Linked DNA regions of Sus scrofa: all the other regions are linked to region 2. The links are chromatin contacts, called in public Hi-C maps. All regions are on one chromosome and are shown on one strand. Each heading gives the region's core, a stretch centred on a gene start, on an enhancer-like site or on the middle of the called end of the contact. The rest is flanking DNA. Distances are from core to core; before and after follow the strand shown. Region 1 overlaps YAP1 (transcriptional coactivator YAP1). Region 2 holds the start of YAP1 (transcriptional coactivator YAP1). Region 3 overlaps YAP1 (transcriptional coactivator YAP1).

What was found. Hi-C and Micro-C count contacts between places; a contact is called where the count stands out from the background.
Region 1: a Hi-C map of embryonic fibroblasts shows a contact between it and region 2, with 2.1 times the contacts expected there. The contact joins the enhancer-like site here to the promoter of YAP1 in region 2. A contact is called at or near these places in 3 of 47 Hi-C or Micro-C datasets (embryonic fibroblasts, mesenteric adipose tissue and subcutaneous adipose tissue) and 1 of 2 datasets of contacts at active chromatin or transcription factors (skeletal muscle).
Region 3: a contact with region 2 is called in a Hi-C map of liver, with 2.7 times the contacts expected there. The contact joins the enhancer-like site here to the promoter of YAP1 in region 2. A contact is called at or near these places in 2 of 5 promoter capture datasets (fetal skeletal muscle and liver), 10 of 47 Hi-C or Micro-C datasets (embryonic fibroblasts, fetal heart ventricle, heart right ventricle and 4 more) and 1 of 2 datasets of contacts at active chromatin or transcription factors (skeletal muscle).

What each region holds. Positions count from the first base shown.
Region 1 is chr9:32,916,778-32,920,434 of Sscrofa11.1, reverse strand. It overlaps YAP1 (transcriptional coactivator YAP1), which reads right to left. Exons shown (of 10, transcript XM_021062706.1): 9 at 412-524. Among named protein-coding and RNA genes, the nearest start is that of BIRC3, 85 kb to the left of the region's middle. Within about 2 kb of position 1,879, at least 6 of the 83 cell types and tissues checked have an H3K27ac peak or open chromatin away from gene starts, as enhancers often do. A contact at or near this core is called in embryonic fibroblasts, where this site is marked.
Region 2 is chr9:32,809,580-32,813,311 of Sscrofa11.1, reverse strand. It overlaps YAP1 (transcriptional coactivator YAP1), which reads right to left and starts at 1,683. Exons shown (of 10, transcript XM_021062706.1): 1 at 1,545-1,683; 2 at 1,361-1,542. The coding sequence starts at 1,683. It overlaps LOC102157672 (a long non-coding RNA gene), which reads left to right and starts at 1,680. Exons shown (of 2, transcript XR_002335614.1): 1 at 1,680-2,800; 2 at 3,413-3,732.
Region 3 is chr9:32,886,551-32,890,412 of Sscrofa11.1, reverse strand. All of the region lies in intron 5 of YAP1 (transcriptional coactivator YAP1), which reads right to left. Among named protein-coding and RNA genes, the nearest start is that of YAP1, 77 kb to the right of the region's middle. Within about 2 kb of position 1,867, at least 27 of the 83 cell types and tissues checked have an H3K27ac peak or open chromatin away from gene starts, as enhancers often do. A contact at or near this core is called in liver and skeletal muscle, where this site is marked.

The DNA of each region.
Region 1 (3,657 bases), core at 630-3,129, 110 kb before region 2:
TCAAAAGAGATTGGAGATATATATATATATATATATATATATATATATATATATATATATATATAGTTCCCTGTGCTATATACAGTGGGACTCATTGATTATCCATTCTAAATATAAGTTTGCATCTACTAACACCAAACTCACGACTGGGAAAAGATAAATTATAAATTGCCATAAAACAAAGCAGGCTCAATTTGAATTAAAGTTTATAGGACCTTAGTTGGTTTTCCTTTTTTTGGATCACGCTTGTGCCACAGCAACGACAATGCCAGATCTTTAACCAGCTGCACCACAAAGGAACTCCTAATTCGTTTTCTAAATAATCTTTGCTCACAATAGTTTATTAGACCTGGTGATAAAATGACGATACCTGACTTAGGCTAGATTACCAAGAGGAATAAAAACACTTACCTGTATCCATTTCATCAACACTGTTCAAGAAGTCATCTGGGGTTCGAGGGACACTGTAGCTGCTCATGCTTAGTCCGCTGTCTGTGCTCTCATCTCGAGAATGGTAGGTGCCACTACAAAGAATGAGAGTTAAAGACCAACACAAGAAACTTAAAAATTACTTCAAACTAAAAATAAACACCTGCTGAGTCCCAACATGATTCTCAGAGAGGATCAGTGAAGATTCTTGCCCTGCAGCGTCTGAAACAAGCACCCTCCTTTAGGATTCATACAAAGCCCTTGTGCTATGAAGGGAAATAGACAAGTTAATTCTCATCGAGGCTGGCAACTTTAAGGGGTCAAGACTTCCCCTAAGGTTCTAGGCTTGGTGACAATAAGGGAAAAGAAATATATGGTCAGTTTTTTTCCTACCTGACAGAAAAATCTCGATGTAAGCATTTTCCTCTAATAGCACCTGAATCTGGGGGCTCCATATAGCTCATCTGTTTCAAGATCTCTACTCCTCAGTGCTAGAAGTCACAGGCATAGGTCAAAACACAACCTCCAGGTGGGTGGTGAGACAGGTCTGCACTAGACTCATGCTAAATTTCTAGCTCTCATGCAGAGTTTAAGTTGGAAAAAAAATCAACCCAAAATAAAGACCCAGAATTCATTTTTGAATTGGGCCACAATAGATGAGTTGCTGCTGATAAGAACTCCTGATCTTGATATCCTGGCTTCTGCTGAAGTCGGGACCCCAAACAAACCCCGTAACTTAAGACACGAGTCCTAAGAGTTCCAGCTGAAGGAAAGACTAAAAACAAAGATAAAACAGACAAACAAACAAACAAAAAAACCCAAGGCATATACCTTGAGAAAAACAGGTAAGAGCCAAGATAGATTTTTTACTTGAGGCTAAATGAAAAGTTATACACACAACTATGGTAAATATCCTCAGAACACTCATGAATAGAACACTTTTCTAAGCTAGTAGCACATATATACCAGGTGGCATCAAATGTAAAATTGGGGGTTCTACTAATTCTGGAAAATCTTATGGCAAAGTGTTAAATAAAGGCAATTGTTATTCTTAATGGTCTCCGACCACAACGTGAGCTTTAACTTTTCCCCAAAGCTTAGACATTAAAACAGACATTTTGTGTTTAGCTTACACAAAGTTAAACAAAAAAATAACTAAGCTTTAAAAACAGCTTTAACAGTTGCTCAAGGTTGAAGGCTCAGTCTCCCAAATTTCTTTCCTAAATTACTCAATGTACTTGCCTTGTTCTCCCTTTCCTTCACTCTGTATATCGCAACCACGAGTTGACTCTAATGCTTCTGTGTCAGATTCTGGCAAGATTCAAAAGCCTCACACAGTTCCAAGAAAACACAAATTTGCCTCTGAGACCATCTGTATACAATGCAGCTACTTCGGAGAAGGTCTCAGGATGTGGTTTGTTTTTATTTTGCTTGTCCTGATCTGGGACAAGGGCCTGGTCCTAGTCATCACTCTATTTCCACTGCTAAGCACCGGGTAAGCATCAAGATACTCAAGACTCTGTTACAGAATAGCTGAATTTACAAAGTCCTCAGTTCTTTCCAAGCCTCAGGGGAAGCACATGGGCATTCCTGAGGACAGAGTTCAGAGGGCCATTTCCCTGATTAGGAACTGCTCCCTGCAGGACCCTACAGCCTGCAGTGCATCCCCCTCCTCAATAAACATTCACTGAGCATCTGCTACTATGTGACAGGCATTAGACCAGGCTCTAAGGATAGAGAGGTTAACAACAACAAACACCTACAAATGATGCTCCCCTCTGAGAGGTTCATAACTTCCCTGGGGTGGAGGTGAACAAATACATTTATGAATGATATACAAGGGCTATGTGAGCAAAGTGCTTTCAGAACAAAGAGGAGAAAGCCTGAAACATACGGGGGAAGGTTTCACAGTGGGGAACGTCAGAGCTGGCTTTGAGATCTGAGTCAAAGGAAAAGGAGAGGATGTTCCACTATCACCAAAAGTCAACTCCGTGGCAAGTCAGGAGGACAAGTGTTTAGAGCTTAAGGAGTATGGACGAATCCAATAATGGGCAATGGGAACCCAGCAAGAGTTTCTGAAAAGGGGAATGCTATAGTCAGATGCGTGTTTTAGAAACTAGGGTACAACAGAGAGTGGACATAGGATTCTGCCCTGAGACTGAGAATAGTAGTGATGTTTCACTCTGTAATCTTTACCAGAAAAGAGAATCTTAAACTGCAGCTCAGCAATTACCAAAAGTTTTGTTTTTGTTTTTTGCTTTTTAGGGCCACTCTGGTGGCATATGCAAGTTCCCAGGCTAAGGGTGGAACTGGTGCTGCAGCTGCAGGCCTATACTACAGCTCACAGCAACACCAATTCCTGACCCCCTGAGTGAGGCCAGGGATCGAACCTGCATCCTCATGGATACTAGTAGGATTCATTTCTGCTGTGCCACAATAGGAACTCCCTTACCAAAAAAAAAAAAAGAATCTGCACAAATACCTATTAGGAGGATATACAACCTATCCATTTTTCTAAATGGTCTAATTTTATCCCTGGATCAATGCAGGCCTTAAATGAGTTGAGTACTGGAATTGTACTGATCTGAAATTTCCCCTGTGAAAAAAGCAAAAGTTCTGTGGCTGTGCCCTTTCCCAATTAACTTCAGTTTAAGCTCAGAACTAAAATCTTATATAAATATACTCGTTTTTTTTTTTTTTTTTTGCTTTTTAAGGCCACCCTCACAGCCTATGGAGGTTCCCAGGCTAGGGGTCTAATCAGAGCTACAGCTGCCAGTCTACGCCTCAGCCACAGCCACACCAGATCCGAGCTGTATCTGTGACCTACACCACAGCTCACTGCAACACCGGATCCTTAACCCACTGAGCAAGGGCAGGGACCGAACCCGCAACCTCATGGTTCCTAGTCGGATTTGTTTCCACTAAGTCATGATGGGAACTCCAATACACTCAATTTTTGGCAGAACTTTAAACTGCATGTACCAAAAGAATAAATACAAACTTAAAACACATTTTAGATGGCCTTCAAAACCAAAGCTATCAATTAGGACACAAGCACTAGGTCTTAAGACCGGGCAAACAATGAGAAATTTTATTGTACTAAATATTTTGGTACAACAAGATATTTTGGTTTTTTTTTTTTTTTTTAAGGATCAGGACACTTTCAATTTAATTGGTGAGAATTAATAAAAGAGCAGCAAATATCCTTTCTATACAAAAATTACCTTT
Region 2 (3,732 bases), core at 434-2,933:
CGATAACTGTTCTTTCCACTCAAGTTACAGCCGAGTGGACTAACTACACTGCAGTATTTGGAAAACCAATTAACTTTTGGGCAAAGTTCTTATGCTGAAGTTTATCCTGAAGCAAGTTCTCTTTAAAGAAAAAAAAAAAGTAAGGAAGGAAAGAAAGAAAAACCTACACTAAACAAATCTACTGGGACCGTTCAGAATGTTAACACTTTCAATAATAGTTTCACTTCAATGTTAGATCAAGTTGTCAAAATTATCGAATGCTGTGTATGTGGAACAGCCATGTTCATATCCTCAGTGAGAATTACAAAGCAATGGCGAGCCTCGAATTAGTCATCGCTTCCCAAACATTAACTTCTAATCACAGTTGAACCAGGCAGGACTCGGCCTATGAGTCAACCTGCAGTGCATTATCAAAGGCTTGTGTTAAAACCTAGGCACTGTAAGCACAACTCAGGTCCTGCGCAACGTGCAGATGTGGCTAATTTAAAAGCATTTCAGCAGACTGTAAATAATAGTCTGCAATTGGGAAGCCAACACGTGAACCTACTAGGTTTGATAAGAGTGAGGCTGCCTGAGTTCCAAGGCGCAAGGGAAGGGCAGGGGTGAAAGCACTAACTCCATAAACAACTTCCAGGAAAGTCTGGATCCTGTATTCAGAAAGCGCCGGGGCCGCGAGGAAAATAAATGCTTTCGGGAGGGGGAGGGGGAGAAAGAGCGAGAAACTAAATGGACTGGTTCAACCCCCACCCCTAATCAACACTGGAAAACAAGAGAACAATTATTTGACTCCCCAGGAGACTGAAGTGGACCGAGAGGCCCCGAAGGAAAGGGGGCCCAGGGCTCAACTTCACAAACTCGGCCGCCGCTGGCAGCTCACCCACACACAGATGCCAGAGGCCCCCCTCCCCCTTCCCGGGCCCGCGGCGGCGGCGGCGGCGGCGGCGGGAGCGAAGGTGCGGAGCGCGCGGAGGCGCGCGCATTGTGCAAGCCCACCGTGGCCCGGGCCGACTCTCCCCACCCCCTTCCTTCCTCCCCACCTCCCCCGCCACTCCCGCCAACCTCCCGGGAACCCCAGGAAGAAAGAAAGAAAGGAAAGGGAAAAGCACGCCCCCCGGGGCAGCAACCGCAGAGAAACTCCGAGGGGAAAAACAAATCTCGGCCCCGGACTCTGGGAGAAGTGGGGAGCCGCGGCCGGGCGGGCGTCTCCGGTCCCTCTGGCTCTCCGCGAGCCCCCGTCCCGCCACCGCTAGCGCTCCCGGAACCCCCCCACCGCCGGCTAGGACTGGCGGCCGCCGCTCCCGAGCGCCCCCGGGCTTGGGGCCCGCCGACGGGGAAGTGGGGTGAGGGGCGGCGAGGTTACCTGTCGGGAGTGGGATTTGGGCTCCGGTGGCTTGAAGAAGGAGTCAGGCAGCTTCCGGAGCCTCATGGGCACGGTCTGGGGCACGTTGGCCGTCTTGGGGTTCATGACGGCGTTGAAAAGCGCCTCCAGGTCGGTCTCCGAGTCCCCCCGAACGTGCACGATCTGGTGTCCGGCGGGGGGGCCTGCGTCGCCGCTTGGGACCCCGGGGGTGCCGGCTGCCCCGGCCCGGACGGCGGGCCCTGCCCCTGGGGGGGCTGCGCAGGCGGCTGCCCTTGGCCCTGGGGGGCTGGTTGAGGCGGCGGCTGCTGCTGCCCGGGATCCATGGTTTCTGCCTCCCCCGACGCGCACCCAGACTAGGCGGGCAACGGCTCCACCCGGGCGCCCCGGCTCGACGGGTCGAGAGGGGAGAAGCGGCAAGGGCAGTGGGCCAGCGGCGGGAGCGGCGTTCGCCTCGCTCTCAGGGCCGGGGGGCTGCGCCGCGGCCCCGCATCCCCCGCCCCGGCGCCTCTGCCCCCGCCCTGCGCCCGGGCTCCACTGGTCCGGCGGCTGAGCCTCGGGAGGGGCTGCCAGAGACCCGAACCTGCAGCGCCCGAGAACTTTTTTCCTTCACTCCCCTGACGGATGCCGGACAGCTAGTTGCCTTTCCCCTCCCCCTTTCTCTCTTATTTCCTTTTCGTGTTCCTTCCTTCCTCCCTTTCTTTTCCCCGGCGGCGGCTGCGCCCGACTGAGACAGAAACTTGCCTCGGACGCCAAAACTAAAGTTGAGAGAACCGCCCGCCCGAGCCGCGCGCGGCTCCGCCTCCTCGCGGCTCTTCCTTCCTCTGCGCGCCCGCCCGCACCGAATCTGTGGCCGGCCGCGGAGGGAAACTTTCCCCAGCAAGTTAACTACATTCCTGCAGACTCTGGGCCTCCAACGCCCCTCCCGGCCGCACGTGACTAGCCCGCCCGCCGGCCTGGACTCTACCGGGCTTCGGGCCGGGGCCGGGAGCGTGCCTGGGGATCCGCACCAGGAGGGCGGCTGGCCCGACGACGAATGTTGGGTCTAGACTGGGTTGGAGTTTGGTCTCTGCGGGGAACGCGGCCGCCCTTGGCCGCAGGAAGTCCTCCCGCCCGGCGCGGCCCGTTCCCCGCCAGTCCCCGGGAAAGGTTGAAAGGCTTCCTAGATGCGAAACAGCTAAGGCCGAGAGAAGTCTAGAGAGGACGTGTAAATCCACTTAAACCCTCCCCGCGTTAGCTCTACTTGACCAACTCGAGTGTCAGTATGGGCTCAAAGCCTCAGGACTAGATTGGAGCACAATGGTACCTGTAACAGACACTGATTTTAATAAGGGTCCTTTTTTTTAACGACTTGATTTTTTTAACTTATTAATATGCAAAACACACTTGAATGGAGTAAACGATTACTGTAATTTGAAGCTCGAAGACCAGATCTGTGACAAGGTAATTTACTAAACAAAAAAATTGCCTGTTTAAAAAGTGAAAACTTTTTTTAGTGCTCAAACTTGCAGCAGAGTTATGAAAACCTCAACGCAAAAAAAAAAAAAAAAAAAAAAAAAGCTTAATTTGGGTTATAAGCGGTCATCTGTGTACCTGTCATTCATCCTCCAAGGGATAGGCGCCTACCTCTTTGTTATCCCTGTGCCTGGCACAAGCACGGACTCGGTAAGCAGTAAGAAATGAACAGGTGAGAAGCTCACCCCACGCACCTGGTTCTCCTTGTGGCAGTTATAAATGCAAGGAGTCCATTTGAAATCACTCAGAAGCAATGAGACTTTTTAAATTCATACATTCTGATTTTTTAAAAAGCCACTTTACTGAGATATAGTTCACACACCTTACTATGTGTCCATTTAAGCAATCCAATGTTTTTAGAATATTCTAAGGGTTATGCAACATTCTGATTTTAAATCCACTAGTTAATTCTGAAGAAAACTAGCTTCCTGTTTTAATGATTTTGTCTGCAATGCTAGTCAAACAGATGTATAAATAGAATTAAGCAAGAAAAGGTCCCCTGAGCAAAATAACAATAATAATAATTATCTCTTCCTCCAGCCAGGACATGCCCTGGATAATTCTGAGGAAGGATCTTCATCACTTGATGTTGCCGGGGAAAAAGACTTCAGACCCTCAAGATTTTAAGGCAGTATTCTAATCAACTACTCTGGACCCAGTTTTGACTGAAGAAAGGGATCTACCTCCATGATGCCCATGACTGCTGCTTATATTTATCCCTTACCCCATCCCCAAATGTCAAGTATATTTAACCACGAATGTATAGGTTCTGGAGTTACAGAGATTTTTCAGATCCCAGTTCCATCATTTACTAGCACTGTGACACTGGACAAGTTTTTTCCTATTCTTTTATTTCTTTA
Region 3 (3,862 bases), core at 618-3,117, 77 kb before region 2:
CTACAGCCTTTAGTGCTTTCTACCTCTAATCACCAGGCTTGGGTATTTAGTTGGTCATTAGGTGCATTTTCATCAAAAGTAAAATATTACTTCTAACAGCCATCAGAAATAATTGGTCTTGGAGGGAAAAGGTTAATGAATGTCTAAACAGTTAAAAATTTAACAGCCATCTAATTATTGATGCAAAGTACTTAACTTTGATAAGAAAGATGTGCTAAACAACTTTTGGCTTGAGACTTAATAGCAAGTTTTGGGAAACTTTGAAACCAAGGATCAAAATCAACATCTAGATTTTAATTACCTGCAACATTTCCATGGGCAGAATTTCTATGCACAGAATTGGCATTAGGAATTGTAAAAACATATTGTTTTTGCCACCATAGGTTATTATCTCCTTTTAAGATTCAAAAGATATACCTTCTAATCCAAATCTGTAGTTCTAGTATTTTATTTAGACCAAATGTGTTTTCATCCCGGTGGTGCCATCAGCATTTACTTCCAGAAACAGATTCTAGCACTATTTAATATATCCTTTATAAATAGGGATAATAAAATTACATTAAAGATCCGTGCATTGACTATTAGCGTTTTGGAGTAGATTTTTCATTGTGAAGAACAGGAATTGTAATTTTTTGGTGTGTTTTCATTAGGACTTTTACTGGAAAATATGACTACATTACGTCAAACAATAAATGAGTCACAATGTACAAGAAAATGTTTAAATTTGAGACTCTTCCATGTTTGCAAGCACAAAATCTGTAGGAAAAAAAGTGTTTATGAAATAATTTAATGACCTGCATAATATTCAAGCATCAACTTTAATACAGAATAAAAAACATTACTAATATAATTTTTAAAAACAAACAAAAACCCTCCTTTTTTCAATGTCAGTAATTATCAGGTAATTCTTATTGCCATGGGACATTACTTCATGCTTTGTTACAAATTATTAATCAGTGCTCCAAAATAATACAAATGTCAAAGAAATATAGTTTTTAGGTCAGATATATAGTTTTTAGGGAGGAACAAGATAAGGGTACAGGATTAAGAGATACAAACTACTCAATATAATAATTAAGCAAAAGCATATATTGCACAGCACAGAGTAAGTCATTATTTTATAATAACTTTAAATGGAGTATAATCTATAAAAATATTGAATAACTACATTGTACTCCTAACACTAATACTGTAAATCAACATAACAAACATTTTAATTTAAAAATTGTAAAGAGATGGCTTTTAAATGTTAAAGAATAAAAAAATCAGATTAAAAAGGAACAATGCAGAAGTTACTATTTCCTGAAAATATCCAGATAATTTATTAACTTCATGTGGAATGTGAAGGACTGATAAATTATTCTAAATATAATTAATCTAAAGCATTTGATAGAGAACAGAAATCCAAAAGAGGCTGGTGTTTGAAGGAGGCAAGTGCTGAAGTTAAACTCACACAGAGGTGAGGTGTTATCTCCCACTCTGAAATGTCAAAGGACATAGGTCAATTTGACTTAGGGTGAGAAACGGTAAATTCTTAAATACAGATTTGGGGAATATAGGTAAGCAAACTTCACAACCATGAAAGCAATAACCTATCATTTGTTGGTGTTTGCATGGCTCAAAGGGTCAGAAAGGGGACAGTTTATATTTTTTTGGCAGATAAAATACAATCCACAATAGAACTTCAGATTTCAAGGAAAACTCGTTCAAATTCACAGCTAACAGCTTGTCTCTATTTGCTGTCACTCTGGATCAGAGAAACCCACACTTTTTTTTTTCCCTTTCCTGTTCCCCTTCAGTTACACTTGAGCTCTCTGACTGAAAAGGTCTGGAACAGATTAAAAGTCGGGCCACAAAATAAAAAGCTTTGGCATGTTGTCAAGCCTGTCTGGAGTACACATACACAGTGGGCCCAAAAAGGGAAACTAAAAGCAGTAAGAGTATTTTATGAAATCTTTTTTTGGCATACCTAATTGTATGCCTGTGCGTACATATGTGCTGGGGGGCTGGGGGTGTTGGTACAGTCTTCCACTTAAAACAAAAGACCAAGATGTGTGTATAATTAATGGATCTACTTAAGCTCACAGCCAAGTTGTTTGAGTTCCCTTTTTATTAACTGAAAATACTTAAAAAAAAAAAAAAAAAAGAAAGAAAAAGAAAAAAGCTTTGTTCTAAGTGCTGATTCCTGCAGTTAGCTAAGAGTTAATCACCATTTTTTGTAACCTCATGTAGAGGGGGAAAAAAACCTCACAGTACCATTTTAAAAAATTTCAAAACGTGGACAAGCTGAATTCATTTTATTAAAGATGATTTAAGGAAACATGGATGTTATTGTAGTCCATACAAATGGCAACATTTATTAGATTCTCTACCTTACTTGGTTTCCTGTTTCAACCACAAAGGCTTATTCAAGTATTAAATAGAATCTGAAGTTGCAAATTATTAACATGCCATATTACTTTTTTAACACCCAAACAAGGTCCTGAAGCTCAAAAGGCTAGCTTGCATTTTAGCCAAACCGGATATCTATCAAAATGACAGTCTTTGCCCTGATCCCACCTTTGACTTTACTTGAATGGGGTTCAGTCAGTCAGTTTGAGGCAAACCCAAATGTTGGAGTTTTAAAAAGGCATACATACAGACTTGGGAGAACTGTTCAGAACATTCCTGGCAGGGAAGTTATTCTACCCAGCTATCTCTGGGTAGTTCCCCCCCCGCCCATTGTGTTTTGATGGCATTCACAGAGTTAATTCCTCTTTCCCGTAAGGGCCCTGCAGTTGTTGTTAGGTCAACCCCTGTAAAGCTTCAAAGGTTCCGAGTCCCCTCAGTCTGACCTACTCAGTGATCTGCACATTGTTTTCATTTAGCTGCATCCAGTCCAAGACGAAAAGCTTTAAAACCACAATGATCTGCTCCTTTTTAGATTCATTTTTCCATGGCTTTGGAAAAACATCTCAGAAACCCACTAAAGAAACTGAAAACAGTGGAAAAATATGGATAAAAAGGCCCTAACCAGCTTGTATACTATTATCAAAATATGCACATTTGTTGGGGGTTGGGGGGAGCATTCCTTTATGCAAATGGTAATTTCTGTCATTTAATTTGGAGGAAAATATGGCCTTGTTGTTTCTTAAATGAAAAGCAAAAAACCCCTTTCTTAAAAAAACAGGGATGGGGGGAGAAGAGGAAAAGAAATGCTTTCAATGGTCTATCTCAAGGATGACAGGGTATTCCCCCCCAACCCACTTAGCATAGAAAACATTATGACATCTAGCAAGGCACAGGGTGGGACTCAATGGTCTCTGAAGTTAGGCATAAGCAGATACCAGGTCACAGACCAAAGCTGATATCCCAGGTTTTAGATGAAGAGACAGTGTGATTTTATTACAGCTAGAAAAGTCATTTTTAAAAAGATTGCCGTGTCTCATAGATGTGAAAGTCTGGCTAGTAAACCACTACAACATTTCTCTAACTCTACCCTGAGAAATCTAAGCTAAAAAGCTGATTTAGACCTGAATTTCTCAACTTTAAAGTGAAAGGTATAAAAAATAGTATTAGATAAGTTAGGTGGCAGTCTTTTTTTTTTTTTGCTTTTTAGGGCCATATCTGCAGCTTATGGAAATCCCCAGGTTAGGGGGTCAAAGTGGAGCTGCAGCTGCCAGCCTACACCACAGCCACAGCAACGCAGGATCCAAGCCACATCTGCGACCTACACCCAGCTCACAGCAACACTAGATCCTTAACCACTGAGCAAGGCCTGCGATTGAACCTGCATCCTCATGGGTACTAGTCGGATTTGTTACCACTGAGCTACAACAGAAACTCCTGGGCAGTCATTTTTTAAAACTATAAAGCAATGCAA